Regions from separate parts of the Zea mays genome. Here region 1 is linked to region 2. Evidence: chromatin contacts called from public Hi-C data. All regions are on one chromosome and are shown on one strand. Each heading gives the region's core, a stretch centred on a gene start, on an enhancer-like site or on the middle of the called end of the contact. The rest is flanking DNA. Distances are from core to core; before and after follow the strand shown. Region 1 has its middle 24 kb from the start of LOC100279200. Region 2 holds the start of LOC100276139.

What was found. Hi-C and Micro-C count contacts between places; a contact is called where the count stands out from the background.
Region 1: a Hi-C map of tassel shows a contact between it and region 2, with 1.9 times the contacts expected there. The contact joins the enhancer-like site here to the promoter of LOC100276139 in region 2. A contact is called at or near these places in 3 of 25 Hi-C or Micro-C datasets (ear, endosperm and tassel).

The regions. Positions count from the first base shown.
Region 1 is chr7:138,446,069-138,449,462 of Zm-B73-REFERENCE-NAM-5.0, forward strand. No RefSeq gene overlaps it. Among protein-coding and RNA genes, the nearest start is that of LOC100279200, 24 kb to the left of the region's middle. Within about 2 kb of position 1,548, at least 19 of the 20 cell types and tissues checked have an H3K27ac peak or open chromatin away from gene starts, as enhancers often do. A contact at or near this core is called in ear, endosperm and tassel, where this site is marked.
Region 2 is chr7:138,177,135-138,180,805 of Zm-B73-REFERENCE-NAM-5.0, forward strand. LOC100276139 reads right to left here and starts at 1,758. Exons shown (of 1, transcript NM_001149999.1): 1 at 1,137-1,758. The coding sequence starts at 1,706. The coding sequence ends at 1,359. LOC100282589 (polygalacturonase) reads right to left here. Exons shown (of 3, transcript NM_001155497.2): 3 at 3,412-3,671. The coding sequence ends at 3,636.

The DNA.
Region 1 (3,394 bases), core at 298-2,797, 270 kb after region 2:
CAAGGAGAAAGGGGAGCACAAGAAAAAGTACCATCTTGTAAAAGGAATAGAGTTTGTGCTGATAAGGATAAAAGGTGACCTCGGTATAAAAAATCTAAAGCACTTAAACATAAGTTTGATGAGTAAATGGTGGTGGAAGCTGAAAAATGAGAAGGGAGTTTGGCAGGATATTATTAGGAAAAAATACCTGCAAAAGAAGAATATTCATGATGTTTCTCACACCCCCTCTGTCTCTCCTATTTGGCATGATCTGATTAAAGTGAAAAAAATATTATCTTATGGGTAGACAGGCGCAAAAGCAAGGAACAAAATAACAGCTGGGAGAGCAGGCAGAGCCATGCGTGGCTGCAGAATGTTCAGACCCTTCATATGCCTGCCTGGAAGGATGTCTGTCGTTCCAGGATGATGCAGATTTGTACTAAAATTACAGTGCCCACTACACTCGGCCAGGAAGTGTGTTTGAATTCTTCGTTTCAGAGGATGTACTTAGATTTTAGAGGGGTGACGGCGGGCGTGTGACGCTTTCGCTAATCTTTAATTTTACAGATCACAGCAGGGGCATGCATGTAGTCCTAGATGGCGTAGAATGTAGGTTTTGTCCGGGCTGTTGTTCAGGACAGGGATCACAAGGTGTGGTATTAGAAGGCCGATTAAATTAATCGAGCATGCAGATCAACAGATCGATGCATGTGAACTCGTAGTCCTTTCTGTCCACGCCCAGGTTGGGTTAGGTTACGTTAACCTGCTCATCCGACCTTGCTTCAACTAATCATAATCGGTGTTGCACTGTTGCTGGCTGCAGTAGCAACTCCAACGGCTAAGCAAGAAAAAGAAAAGAAAAGAAAAGAAAAAGAGCATCTCATCCGTATTGCAGGAGCATGACTCTGGATACAAGAATCCATGAAGCCAAGTGCTGAACCTCTGCCGTAGCAGAATTGCTGAAACCTGGTGGCTTTGGACCACATGGAAGATGGAACAAAGCCTAGCGGTGGTAACAAAACATGTTTGGAACGAACGTGTGGATTTCGCAGCAAGGAGTACGAACACAAGCTCAGCAAGGCGTTCTTGGCTTCTTGCACAAGCAGGGAAAACTTGCCGAGCAGCGTGACCTGCGCCTGACCTCTCGCTGCAGAGTGCTCGCCCAGCTCCTGCACACCGCTGGCCACACAGTGAGAGGTGACGCTGTTGCGCGAGCGCGAGCGGGGAGCCGGAGCCGCGGCTGACAGGGACAACTGCGCCGTAGCACCCGTATGGCCTATGGCGTACGGCACACGGGCGCCGGCATCGTATAGATCGCACACACGCCACAGCATCAGATGGAAGTATCTGTCGGGGCGGTGGTGCCGCGCCGTGCCGGCAGGCGGAAGCGGTACCACTACCATGCCGTGGTGGACTGGTGGTCACGCAAGAAGCGACGTATCGGCAATCAGCAGAGCAAGGCAGAGGAGACAAGGCTAGTCGATGATCAATCGCTGCGAGGGAGAGAAGTCGCCCACGCGGGCCAGCGCTCCTACTAGGCTAGCCCATGCCCACTGGGCCTGATGAATGAAGAAGGTCAAGAGAGGCGGAGAGGGAAAGTCGTGCTAGGCCTTGGAATCTGATGGGCCAGCGGTTGGGAAGGAAAGCTAGTAGGCCGAAAAGAGAGAGAGAGAGAGTGGGGAGGGCCAAGGGAACCTGGCCTTCGAGCCAGATAGAGAGAAGTGGGAAGTTTCTCTTTTTCCTTTTTTTGCTTTCCCATTTTAAAAACCATTTTAAAAAGAGATTTTTAAACCGATTGTCTTTTGTTTTGATTGGAACACAAACACACAATACAAAAAGTATAAATTCACCAGCATATATGCATAAACATGTTCCTAGCCTTATGGTTGGTTTTTTAAAAAAATTATAAAAAAACTAGTATATTTTCCAGGCTTGTACGCACACCTAAAAACCTTAATTATACCAAATCATTTTAAGAAAAGGGTTTAGGTTTAGTGTATTACATCGGCACCTCTAGCATGCCCTGCATGCATGAAAAACACAATCTGACTTGATCTCAACCTTTAATTTATTGTTGGTTTGATCCTATGGCAACGAAGGAACATCACATGGATCCATGGGCCCACCTAGAATAGCTATAAATACTCCTACCCCCTTCACTCTAATTCATGCTTACAAAGGATAAACTACTCTCTCTTAGCTTCTAAGTTCTATTAGTAGTAGTATGCAAAAGGGGAGAGAGAGTGAGGGAAGTCTTCTGGAGAAACACTCAAGTCTGTTAAGAATCTTCTCCAAGGTGTACCTTGGAAGATGTGCTCTTCCTGTAAGTAATATACCTTATATTCTTTTATAGTATTTGATATATGATTCTAGTTTAGTAGATATATAACTTGCGTGCATTCATTGGTACGCCGCTTTACCCAAGTTCTCTAGCTTCGCTAAGGGAACTTAGTGGGCCAAAGTTGGAGTAATGAGATATAGTGTAGATGCGGCGTCTAGATTATACCTTACCTGTGTATACTCCATGTTGCACTGATTGTATGTGATAGCTAGTAGATGGTGACAACCCTATCTAGATTTTTACTCCACCACTTGTTATGAGGCAGGTCATTAAAATGGTAGGGCCCATAAAAGGGTAGCCACTTCGGGAAGGGGTTATATCTATCGTTGTCTCATTTATTGCCCTCGTGAGCAAGAGCTATGGTAAATGATGTTATATTTACCTTATCTTGTCAAGTATCATAGCTATAAAGATCTTATATACCCTTTATACTAAACTCCTTGTATCATCACAGAGCAAACTTGATCCTTTGTTAGTTCACTTCATATTTCCCATGGAAATCGATACCTAAAATACTCTTAGTGAAGGCTACATTGACAACCATATGCTCATGATTTGCCCTTTGGCCACTTTAGGTGTCAACAATCTTTCTTGTATCATTACCAGGGAATGGTAGTTCTCTTAACATATAATTGAGTCATTTGTTATCTTTTTATCTATTATTTTCTTTATTCTTTTTTACACCATGGATCAAACATCTATGTTTGGAGCCTTCCATATGTCATCCAAAGCCATTTTGGTTGTTCATTATGAGATTCACCCTAGTCTCATAATGTAGGTTTGACCGACTACCTAGAGAAACTGACCCCACGTGCCATGTACTAGACAAGCTCCACCTTGAGTTATAATTATGATTCTCTGCCACTTGACTACATCCCAAGAGGAAAGCATAACATTTCATATCCCTAGGAAAGCATAGCATTCGAAATGGTTTCCCACTGCCATACAAGTGGTATGCATACAGAACCATTTGAACTTTCCACAGTGGTACCTTTGGTATGGTACTTAATCAACACAAGTGTGACTAATGCAACTAGGGTTTCCACCTTGTTTACCTATAATCATGATCCCACC
Region 2 (3,671 bases), core at 508-3,007:
CAAAAATTCTCAATTGGTTCCCATGAAATGTGTATGTACAATTTATGCAGTAGCTTTTGATCTTCTTCCACTGAAGATTTCTAAACATCAACACATGCCACATGTATGAAGATAGGCAAGTTGAAATAAGACTATGAACAAAAATAGAACCAGGATGTGATCCTTCCGATCCTTAATTAGTGCCTTGGTTCTTTCTATGCCATAGTATTGTAATATGTTACTAATCAGTCATTTCTTGCTGCTTTGTGCCTTTGTCTCTAATTCTTTTATCAGAAAATTCAAATCTCATGGTTAACATGGCTTGTTCTTGTTGTGTCATCTTTCCCACCCATTTCCTGTTAAATTTGTCTAACTCCTGATTGGGTAAGGCCGTAAGGGCAATGTGGGTATGGACAAATTGGATAAGGGTGGAAGCATGGAATCGATGTTCAAATAAGGGTGGATACTATAGTGTGGTACCATAGCTCATGAGCCCAGTTTAGCAAAGAGTTGGTTTAGAAAATAGAATTGGTTTGTTAGAAAAGGAGAGTCCAAATCTATAAGGATTCCTTCTCTAGTTTGTTCGATGGCGAAGTCCTCTAAGGACTATAAATATATCGGCAATGTAACTATTTTAAGGTATGAAAGACAATTATCTTGCTTGGCCCAAGGGCCATCTTTAACGCCTCTTTCTCGTTCGTCTACTCCTTGTGTGTGACTATGGCTCTTGTGCGCCGCTTGGGGTATACGCCCTGCCATCAATCTCCTATCCATATAACTTACACTGCCACAATATGCATTACCATCTATCATTTTAAAACTAATTTATTAGATTGGCTGTGTATGGCCATGGACATCCGACCTGTGCCTGTGGTGTGTGTGTGTGCACCTATAGAAACATGTGTGCCGCCTATCCCAAATGGATGAAAACGAGCTTTCTGATTGGCTGATTAGGCCTGGTCATACTCATACATGTGTCAGACACATAGCAGTGCTCCTGATTTATCTATGCAATATGCCTACTGAGAAATGTGGAAAATACCTGAGGCTCTCAAACAATGTAAGAAACATTTCACGACAGAGCTATCTGCGGAAGTGATAAACAAGTAAAATCCTAAATTGTGCTCATGCGGTAGTACAACGGAAGGATAAGATGATAATACAACAGTCAAACATTTCAAAATATTCAGAATATTCAGGACATTCGCCATCATCACCGGGCAAATTTCAAAACAGAACAGAAAAAACAGCAGCATAGTGTTCAGCTCGTGTTCCATCAATACCAGAAGTCCAGAACATTCAGGACCGCACATTGTGGCCATCTTATTGGAACCAAATCAGAGGCAGCCGAGAGTTCGAGAGGACCTGAGACGCGCGGATCACTCGGCCTGGGTGTCGGCAGCGGCGAGCTCCTGCTGCTGGAGGCGCTCGAGCGCCTTCTGGTGCGCCCACGTCTCGATTGTAAGGTCGGGCTTCGCGTTGAGGCCGACGCCGAGGATGACGACGGTGAGGAAGGAGGTCACGTAGCAGGGCAGCTCCCAATCCTCCCACTTGCGAGATTCCCCCGGAGGCGGCGGCGGCCGGTTGAAGAGGTACCCCTTGGGGCGCTCCTCGTGACCTGGGGTCGTCCACCGCCCGGCCCCCTCGCCGCCGCCGCCGCGAACGCGCGCTGCCCCGCGCAGCCGTGCCCGCAGCATACCATTAACCGCCGACGACATCGCCCGCATCGGTGCGCGTCGAGATCGGAGAGGGGGGAAGAATTCGTCGATTTGGGTGCTTGTCGAGGACTCGAGGTTCGTTGCGCTGTGGAGACTGGCTGCGAGTTGGCCGGAGCCTGGAGGCGCTGAAAATGGGCTGGGCTTGGTTTGGGAGCGCTGGGCTGGGCTTAGCAGAAACTGCAGTTATTTTATGAGCTATTTTATGAGCTAGAATTGGTCTTTACGATTTGCTTGGATCTTGTAAGTAGCTTTCTCCTTCTCAAAAAGGAAAAAACATTTCCCCTTTTCCCATTGAAATGGATTCCTTCTTTCCTTTTCCTTTTGCATTGACTTTTCTTTTCAAAATCATATATTCGGTTTCGTTCATAGTTTTTCTATACACTATACTAATACAAAGAGACAATTCCTTATTTGACACTAGTAAAGTTCTTGGTTCATTTCTTGACCTTTAAAATATAAATCTTCTATATTTAACACTGTATGTAAATTTAGTTCACTACATTATATTAACTTTTATGTGAAAAATATGAGTTTACTCCTATTTAATATTATCCCAATAATTATCAGTGACAAATTTGGTCATTTTTATGGCTCCCACCTATCCACTTTAATCTATCGTGGTCTTTTGTGATCATTGTTGTCTGGTGATAATCCTTAGTATATTGACTTTGTGAAGGGCACATCTGAGTGTCCAATTTTTTATGTCTAATCTTGGTTCTCTTCGTTATTTTCTTGGGATCGAGGTCTCCTCCACGCCTGAAGGCTTCTATCTATCTCAAAAAGTACATTCAGAGGCTTCATGATTATGCTTCTCTTACTAACCACCATACCTTTGAGACTCCCATGGAGCTTAATATTTATCTTAGTGCCACTGATAGTGAGCCTCTTATTGATCCTATCCTATCCGCTATCGTCACATGGTTTGAAGTCTTGTTTATCTTTGGTGTCACTAATATTTATGTTTTTATGTTTCTTGTTCTTGGCATATTCTTAGTCAATTTTGCGGCCTCCACTCTGCTCGACTATAGTCACCTTTGTGAGAAGGTCCAGTTAGTGATACAGATCATTAATTTACATTTTAAACACCTCAATAGCGCAGCCAGATATGACATCATGAATCTCTGGCATATACCTGAATAAAATGGTTAAAAATAACAAACAGGAATGAACCTACAGAACTTCTCCATAATTCTAATTGCAAGTTCGCGTACAGCAATGTCATGAGTTGATGTAATTATAAATCTGAGTCACTAACGTGAGAAGGTCCAGTTAGTGATACAGATCATTAATTTACATTTTAAACACCTCAATAGCGCGGCCAGATATGACATGATGAATCTCTGGCATATACCTGAATGAAATGGTTAAAAGTAACAAATAGGAATGAGCCTACAGAACTTCTCCATAATTCTAATTGCAAGTTCGCATAGCACTTTGAACATATGACCAAGTGTAGAACTCCTTTCCTCACACCACAAAAAGCATGATCCTTAGAACTGGATTATTCAGAACATTTGAATTTAGACAATATTAGACAGTCAAACAAATATCATGTACTCCCCTCCGTCCCGAAATATAGTTTTTTAACCCATTTTTTCTATCCACATTCATTCAAATGATACTAAATATAGACATACATGCAAACTGCATTCATATGTTACTTAATGAATATAAAATTAGTCTAAAACGAATTATATTTTGTAATGGAGGGAGTACATTATTGCAGCAGAATCATTATAAAATCACAAAGCAAACCACATTTGAACAATCAAACATACGAATTCAGATTTATAAAATTATTATAGCAAACCACACCAGTCCCTGCAGAAGCTTAAATGCTGTTGGGATTGCTTATTATTAACACATTTCAATATTTCACAAAAGAATCACCCCTTTATTCTGATAGATACACACGTAATACAACTGTGCCACTTAAATCTACTGAACATCCACTGACTGCCAGTCATGGAAAGA